Linked DNA regions of Mus musculus: region 1 is linked to region 2. The links are chromatin contacts, called in public HiChIP or PLAC-seq maps. All regions are on one chromosome and are shown on one strand. The core of a region is the stretch at or near the end of the contact, and the rest is flanking DNA. Distances in the headings are between cores, read along the strand shown.

The links. HiChIP or PLAC-seq counts read pairs in DNA pulled down with a chosen protein or histone mark.
Region 1: an H3K27ac HiChIP or PLAC-seq map of CD8 T cells shows a contact between it and region 2, with 28 times the contacts expected there. The contact joins the enhancer-like site here to the promoter of Lrrc32 in region 2. A contact is called at or near these places in 7 of 39 promoter capture datasets (the 3T3-L1 cell line, the C10 cell line, cranial neural crest and 3 more), 2 of 15 datasets of contacts at CTCF or cohesin (CD8 T cells and large pre-B cells), 27 of 484 Hi-C or Micro-C datasets (the AML12 cell line, the C2C12 cell line, CD8 T cells and 19 more), 26 of 115 datasets of contacts at active chromatin or transcription factors (the 230-238 cell line, CD8 T cells, T-cell acute lymphoblastic leukemia and 18 more) and 4 of 9 other capture datasets (adipose tissue, embryonic stem cells, liver and 1 more).

The regions. Positions count from the first base shown.
Region 1 is chr7:98,562,254-98,566,555 of GRCm38.p6, forward strand. No RefSeq gene overlaps it. Among named protein-coding and RNA genes, the nearest start is that of Gm23040, 57 kb to the left of the region's middle. Within about 2 kb of position 2,533, at least 80 of the 459 cell types and tissues checked have an H3K27ac peak or open chromatin away from gene starts, as enhancers often do. A contact at or near this core is called in the 230-238 cell line, CD8 T cells, DN3 thymocytes and 13 more, where this site is marked.
Region 2 is chr7:98,487,246-98,491,475 of GRCm38.p6, forward strand. Lrrc32 (leucine rich repeat containing 32) reads left to right here and starts at 2,746. Exons shown (of 3, transcript NM_001113379.2): 1 at 2,746-2,852.

The DNA.
Region 1 (4,302 bases), core at 1,283-3,782, 75 kb after region 2:
AAATCTGAAAGAAGTCAAAGAATAAGGTGTCTCATGGAAGGAGGAAAGGGCAGGATGTCAGAAGAAAGCAAGGTTACCAGCCAAGGAAGAGTAGTCCCTGTCAGTAGAGAAAATCTCTTGTATACTGTACGGATGTCACATCTGTCGATTAAAGCTGATTGGCCTGTAGCTGAGGCAGGAAATAGAAGGTGGGACGTCTGATAGGCAGAGAGAGTTCTGGGATAGAGTGGTGTGCAGGAAGATTGGGCTCACGGGAACAGGAAGGAGGACTCGTGTGGAACCTGCCACGTGGTAGAACTTAGATTAGAATTAGTGGGATATTTAGTTATGATCTTATTGGGGGGATCAGACAAAGCAATGGCCTAGGTATTTGTAAATAAATTTGAGTCTCAGAGTCATTATTTCTGGGAACAGGGGCATGGGAAGAAAATTACTTCCCAATCTGTCACCTATCAGCAACGTGTTCTTAGGCAAGGGACGGAACTTCTCTATCTCCACATCTGGGAAATGGGAATTGTAGGCCCAACTCCAGGGGTCATCCGTGTGCCTGTGCATCTTTATGTATATGGTGGTGTGGTGAGTGACTGACCTGTAAGACGCAACATCAGAGCTGGCCAGCGTGGCGCCATCCTTCATTTTCCTTCATTTTCCATCCATCCATCATGAGGTGAGGTCAGTGTTCCATGTCTCCTTCATCCCTACTAGGGCTGCATACAACACACTCTGCCCTAGACTAGACCACCTATAGCTTTGCCTTCTGTCTTCTAGACAGAGGAGCTGGAGGGAGGGGCCTGGGGCCCAGACGCCAGGGTTTGTACAGTCTACAGCTGTAGGCCCCTTCTGAGAAGCACTGTGGGGCAAAGATAAGCATCTCAGGGGTTCTCAAGAAGTCCCTCGCACAGCCGAGCAGCTAAAGCATGCTTTGTTCCAACAGGTGCTAGGAAGTGCTCACATCTGTGTCCGGTTCTGATCTCCCACAGACAGAGCAACCCTGGCAGGGAGGCACCAAGTCCCGTGCACAGCTCTCACTCACTGTGAGATGGCTGTGATCCCCACCACCATACCCAGCCCCATACAAAGCCTGGCACAGACAATGCTTTGATGAGTGTGTGAAGGCAAGTCAGAACCCCAGCCCTCAAGACAGAGAAGCTGGTAGGTAAGTCCACAATAGCGTCCATGAGGCAGTAGTCCCAGAAGCATCAGGATCCCGTATCCATACCCAGTCTTTCTGCCTGGGTGAGTTCGGGAGGCCAGTCGATGATAGGGACCGCCAGGAGACACTGGAAGGAAGTCTCCTTCAATACTTTCTATACACCAGAAAGAAGAGGGGCAGGAGTGGTCAGGAAGGGACTAGCCAAGGCCACACAGCCACTTAGTAGCATAGCAGCATAGTGCTCAAGTCTTTTGCTTTCTGATCACCAGGGTCCTGTCCTCAAGGCCAGCTTATTCTGGCTATTGGGGGAAGAAAAGTGTTCTGAAAACCATAACCAGGGAAAGTGGTTGGGAAGCTGGGATGCAGATCAACATCTGGAGAAAACACAGAGGCTCTATGTATGTCTTTCTTCTTTTACTCATTCATTCATTTATTCATTCACAATTCATTTATTCCTTCCATTCATTCATTCATTCATTCATTCATTTACAATTTCATTCATTCATTCACAATTCATTTATTCCTTCCCTCCCTCCACCCACCTATCCATTCATTCATTCACAATTCATTTATTCCTTCCTCTCATTCATTCAAAATTCACTTATTTGACAGACAAACTCTCTGCAGTCTTCCCAGGTCGCAGCTGGGGCAGGGCTCCAGGAGCGCAGTGCTGAATCTGACCTGCCTGCACCTGCCTCAGAGAAGCTCCCAGAACTAGAGGGCAGGAGTGCTGCCAGGCCATACTACTGTCTGTGAGTGGAACCCGAGGTGGGGCTGGGTGGGCAGAGCAGAGTCTGGAAACAGTTGCACAGACATGTCTTCCTTGGTTATGGCAGAGCTGCTGGGCGCCTCGAGCCAACACGGAGGACTGTGGTCTCCAGGAGTACAGTGAGGAACACAGGCAAGGAGACACTAGGATTCATCTGCAGGCCTGAGAGTATAGCTCAGTTGTAGAATGCCTGCTTGGCATGAATGAAGCTTGGGTTCCATCCTCAGCACCCCTTAAACTGGGCACAGCACCACACAGCTGTGGTTCTGACCCTCAGGAGGCAGGGGCTGTTCAAAGTCATCTTTGGTTACATAGCTAGTTTGAGGTGGGCCTAAGCTTCTTAAGACCCTCCTTAAGCCAATCAATCCATATGATATTTAAGGAAAAGAAAGTCCATCTAGGACCTGCGGGGCCTGAAGTGCTGGTCAGACATCCAGGAGACTCCAGGCCAGGGACAGAGCCTGAGAGGTGTCAGAGTGGACTGTGGTGATGTCCCAGGGTCACTGTGACTGCTGGGCCGTGGAGGGCACAACAGATAGGATAGTACAGCCTGACTCTCTTGATGGAGAGGAAGTTCCTCCCCAGGGGAGCCCAGGCCACTTCCGCCCTCCACTTGGAGCTGGGTGGTGGATAACAGCTGGCCTCAGGCCTTGAAGCCATGGGGCCTTCCTGCTCAGTCACACAGCACACGAAGGAAATAACTTTATTAGTTAGTGGGTGAAAAACAGGAAATGTACGCTGTGACTCGGGCACCGGCCTGGCCTCACTCACATCTAGTTTCTAGGAAACAGATATGTGACCTCAGAGAAGGTTGGTTTTTCTCAGCCATATCTTTCTGGAAACACCGGCCTTTTCTTGGGAAAAAAAAAAAAAAAAGTCCTGTTGGTCCTCCAGACAGTGGGGTAACAGTGACACAGGTCCCCACCCCAACAGAGAACTTACTCTCCATCACAGCACACCCAGACAGGCTTCTATAAGGCACAGGGTCACAATGGCTCATCGCCTGAGCCCCTACTGTGTGCTGTGTGGCAGAAACAAATTGGGTCCATTACTCACCACCACCACAAGAGGAAGACTGTCAAAGTAGGCAAAAAAAAAAAAAAAAAAAAAAAAATCAACTTTAAGAACTTAGGACAGCAAAGCTCTCCTGATAGAGACTAATTGGAGGGCTGTTATTAGGTAGACCCGGTGGGACCATTGCTAGAATGTTACAGAAAGTGGCCCCATTAACGATTCAGCCACTCATGACGAAACAGTCAGAGAGTAGTAACAAGGCTTGAGGGACCAAGTAAACAAAGTAGCCTCTGTAAGATGTTAGCGACTGTGGGAAGAGCAAGCCAAATGCATGGATACAGAAACAGCTGTAATGCTTGGGAAATGGAACCACTTTTAAGGATTTTAAAATTAGTATTAAGTGTGTGTGTGTGTGTGTGTGTGTGTGTGTGCTTATGTGCTCAAGAATGCTGGTGCCCACGGAATCCAGAAGAGGATGTCAGACCTCCTGGAAGGCTCCTGATCCTAACTCGAGTGGAAGCTTGAACAGTTCCTGCTTTTAAAACCTGAGCAGCGGCTCCAGCCCACGGAGCCAAACTTAAGTAAAATACACAGAGATCTCCTCCGCACACTGATAAGAAACTGAGCTGCACTGCAAATCTAAGAAACTCCAAAGACCCCCAGGGTCACGTGAATCATGCTCACTGATAGAATCCAAGGGAAAATCTGAAAGATGAATTTTTTTTTTTAAAAATTAGGAATGGGAAAAAACATGACTTATGTCAAACATATATCTTGAAACTTGATTAAAAATTAATATATGTCCATGAGGAGTTATAAAGTTGCAAGTAAGCAAGTTTAGAAACTTAAAATTTGATATCCTCATACACATCCCAGAACCTGTAACAAACGTTTTACTCAATTTTGAGCGTTGTTTGTATTTGTTTATTTGAGTCAGGCTCTCTCCCAATGTAGCCCAGGCAGGCCTTCAACAAGGGAGCCTCCTGTTTTGGCCTGCTATGTAATAAGGTTACAGGTGTGAATCACAATGCCTGGTTAATAGTATTGTTTTTCTAAAACACAAATAAGAGCTGGCAAAATATATGTGGGGCTGGAGGTGCTTGCTCCCCAGGACTCGGGTGGAGGAGAGAGCCATTGTCTGCTGTCTTCCGGCTTCCCCGTGGATGGTGACAGGCACACCCACGTATATACAATTACACACAGATAGATGATAAATAAAGATAATCAACTTTAGGGATGAGAGAAGTAAGTATGGCTGCTCTTGCCACGTCTGCCAGCATCTTATCAGAAGCTTCAGGGAAAAATCAGGGGAGGAAACACTGTGCACACTGAAAGCCAGAGGGAAGCTGGCAGTCACCGTCCAGAT
Region 2 (4,230 bases), core at 1,496-3,995:
GGTCAGCACCCTCTTTGTATAAGGGAAGATGAACGGGGAAGAGCCGGGGAAGCCAGGGTTCTGGCCCAGCAGTTAGGGCCCTATTAGCATCTAGTGGGGGAACTCCCTGGCTCCCAGGAGCCTGCATCAGTAGTCAGCAGGGTCACAGAATGAAGATAGCCATAACTGAGCACTAGATTCTGGTGTAGGATGGAAACCTGTGCTTAGTTCCTGACTCCCAAGTGGTGTGATTTGAGACAGTCACTTGAACTCTCTGAGTCTTGTTTTCCAGTCGATGAGGATAGAAGCTAATGGAGAGCTGTGTGTGGCCATCTTTACTCTGGTATATCAAATAAAAAGGACTGAGCCAGAACAGGGGTCCGGCAAAGGGCGATGGAGACTAAATTAGGGATCGGATCCTTCTCATTCCGATCCACAGTTCAGCAAGGACAGGACGCTCACAGAGTTTTAGCAGCATGCTCCGAGTCACAGTGGATCTGTGCACCATTGGCCTTCTGGGTCACTAGCTCCTATGCCTCAAGGGTTATCCTGCCTCAGCAAAATTCCCCCAGGGAGTCTTGAGAAAGACTGAGTGTCTGAGAGCCACTCTGTCAGGGTGGAACCAGTAAGGACCCAGGAAAAGTTGTGTCCCCTGTCTGACCTGTCACCTGAGGACTGTGTTGAAGACATCCAGTTTCTGGCAGATGGAAGCATCAGTGGCAGGAAACTGATGGAAAGATGCCCTCCGTGGGTCCTAGAAAAATGTGCTGTCCGTGGCTGCCTTGTAAATGAGACCCTGCTTGGATTCTGACATCCATCACTCCCTGCAGACTCGAGCTCTGCCTCCTGGAGGGGGTGAGGGTACTTTTACACTTCTGGATCAGCCACCCTCCTTGCTCTACTTCCTCAGCCTCACATCTGCCCACAAGAGAGGATGCTGGACAATTTTATTTCCCAGCTTCCCAGGGCCTGCGGAAGAGAGACAGGCTCCTCACTGGGTTCTCAACCCAGTCTGTCTTATGTGGTCTCCCCAGCCAGAGGAACTGTAGATTTACCATTTGTCTCGCTCTACAGAAACAAGTGGAGGTCAGAAAAGTCAAGCAACCTTCCCCAAGTCACACAGCATGACAGTTCAAGAGCAGAGATGTAGGGGGTGGGGGCTAAAGAGTTCCGCCTGGTCCTCAGTCCCAAGAGACCTCTGTAGTTGGGGGAGGACATGCTTGGTTGCCCCTCTATCTCCTATCTCTTGGGGAGCCCCATCCGGGCACAGAACCCCATGTGCTTCCTAACCACAACCGCAGCCCCTGGGGGCACAAGGGAAGCAGGCCGCTCATCCTGTAGTGATGGCACCAGCCCTGCCCTGCCCCCACCTTGAGCCAAGTTCTAGGGCAACTCTGACGGTGTGAGAGAGCATCAGGCCATCATGGGGAAGCAGGTAGGGAGAGCCCCAGCCTACCTGAGTCTTTGTTCATGCTCTGCCCTCGCTACAGAGTAGTCACAAAGCCCCTTCCTCGATTGATACATGACCCCATGGACTCCAACCTGGAAAAGGTGTCCTCCTAAAGCAGCAGATGAGGAACGGTCTCTAACACCCATCGGGTGCAGGCCCAGGCCTACATCGACTTCATCCAAAAGAGCGGCTCTTGCCATTCTACACTTGGCAGAGAGGGGAACTGAAGTTCAGTCTGACTAGATAGTACACACAAGGGCTGAGGTGGGAGAGCCACAACCCTGAGAGCTCCCGAGGGTGGGTGGGGGCAGGAAGCTGGGCTACTCTGCTGCTCTGACTCCTTATAGCATCAGAGGATGCCTCCTTGGTGAACCTTTCCCTGACCTTAGGTTAGGTCAGGGCTCTAGACTGGAGTTGTCAGGGACTGTCCTCTCTGGGTTGTTCGCACCGCATGGGTCCATCCAACCACTGTGGACTAGATGGGAGGAAAGGCCCAGCTCAGAGCCCAGCCCTACTCTGGCTCACCCCGCTTGGTGCTGTTAAGATAGGGTGGATGGCCCTCCTCTAGGCGCTGTGACCACCAGGGAGAACATTATGAATACAGAACTAGAGACTGGAGGACGGCAGCAACACTCTTCACCCATCTTTCAGTCTAGACCCAGCAGGGCACGGTGCCAGTGTCTGAGGAGGCTAAGTACCTTGTAAAGGCAGCGGCTTTGGGTAAGTTATGAGACTGTCATTATGCAGTTTAACCTATCAGAGCCTCAGGTCCCCCAAATGTCCGTGGGGACCTGACAAGTCTCAACCAGCTGGCTTTTCCCTCATCCCACTCCTAGCCTCAGCTTCTCTATCAGTAAGCAGGGGACACTGACAGGCTTGGAGATGACTTAAAGGCAGGATAGCTGGGGGGGGGGGGGGGTGGATGGGACCCCCTCAGGGCCATCCCAGGGCCAAAGAAGGGTCACTTCCTTCCGTGCCGGTGGTTGCCAGTCACCTCTGGGTGGCCCCCTGCCTTGGTGCGGTGGCGCCAGGATTTCCTCCGCGGACCTGCGGCTCCCTGCACCCAAGACCTCGCGGGCCCACGGCTGCACGTGCGGCTGCCTCGGCCTAGCTTCTTTTGTGATCCTTCTCCCTCCAGTCGTTTTTCGGTTTCAAGCGCCGCCCTAGCTGGGTCCGGGCGATTCCAGAGCAGAGGCGATGCTCGGTTCCTAGGTCCGCACGGCTGGCAGGGCGGTGTTAGGACCCCGCGGCTCAGAGTCCCAGGGGGCGTGGCCGGGCGGCCGGTGCTATTTAAAAGGCGGGCGCCGCCCCCTCCCGGCCGGCTGGAGCGGCGCTGCAGCGGTCCGGCCTCGGCGGGCCAGACCCCCGGGGTTGCGCGAACGATGCGCGGAGGAGTCAGGCGGCGGCGGCGGCGCTGAGCCAGGTAGGGGCGGCGGTCGGCGGCGGTGCCTAGAGAGCTAGGGCCGGACCCTCCCTCGGCACCCGGGTGTTAGCAGATCTACCTAAGGAAGGGCTCAGATAGGCGTTCCCATTTGACAGCTGGGAAAATCGAGGCAGGAAGCTCTGGGTGTGCCTAGGAGCACACAGCCAAGCAAGCAGATTAGGATTTGAATTCAGGTCTGCCCCAGGCAGACATGGGCTTTCCACACTACCACTATTATCTGGAGGGGATACCCAGAACTCTTTGGGGAGACTTCTTTATGTGTGATAGATAGGAGGGACCCCCCTACCCCACCTCCACCCTGACATTTCACATCACAAGCACATTCCTTTGGGTTAAGGTCTGATTCCCCTGAGATGTAGGATGTCTCTAGAACGGGCTGCCCCTAGTGAGTGATTCACTGCACTGTGAGCCTTGAAGCTGCTCTCCCAGGCCCCCTTTGACAGTAGTCATAACAGACTGAGAGCCCTACCGCTCAGTATACTCCTGGGCCTGGGGCTGTAGGCTCCTGAGTAACTTAGGAAGGAAGTCTTGGCAGTTGCTTTGGAGGCACAGGGGCTGGATTCTGATACCGACTCTTCGATTTACTGTACAAGTGCCTTAGGGTAAGTCATTTCTCTGAATCTCGTGGTCTGGGAGAGAGATCCACAGGGTGCCCGTGGGGTCTGCACTAGTGGAGACCACCCAGCACTAAGGGACTATAGATCTGGCTGAGTCCCAGTTGCAGCACACCTAGGGGCTAAGGATCAGGCACTTTGCCTTCCCAAGCCTCGGTCCTCCAGTCTGTAAATGGGAATTATAGTAATCACCTCACTTGGTGGTTGTGAGAGTTAAAAGACCTGCAGTCAACCTAGGGCTTAGAAAAATTGTAACCTCCTTGCATAGTAGGGGCAGTCTTATTTTTATTATAGGTTTGACTCCACTATCTGTCTGTCCCCCTCTGTCATGCACGCGCGAGCACGCGTGCATGTGCACACACACATACAAGCACATACAGAGATATTCTTTGACACCTCTCCAATCAGAATCCAGCTACCTGCCTGCAGAGCCAGGACCTCTATCCTCAGCATCGTTGGTATCTGAACCATCAGGGAAGGACATGGAAGGGTCCCAGTACTTTCCTGGTCATGCTCCACCTGATCCATGCTAAGCAAGGATAGCCAGTGTTGGAATGGGAACTGGTGTGTCCTGCAGATGAATCACCTAGGCAAGGAGAGATAAAGAATTTGCCCTGAGGACCACACTAGCCAGTGGTGGGGCTTGACAGTGAGCCCTGGGTTTGAATGCCTCTGGTTGTCCCTGGGGGGCTGAGTTCTCACTGCTGCAGATGGGGCACAGCAGGGTGCTTCTTTCCACCATA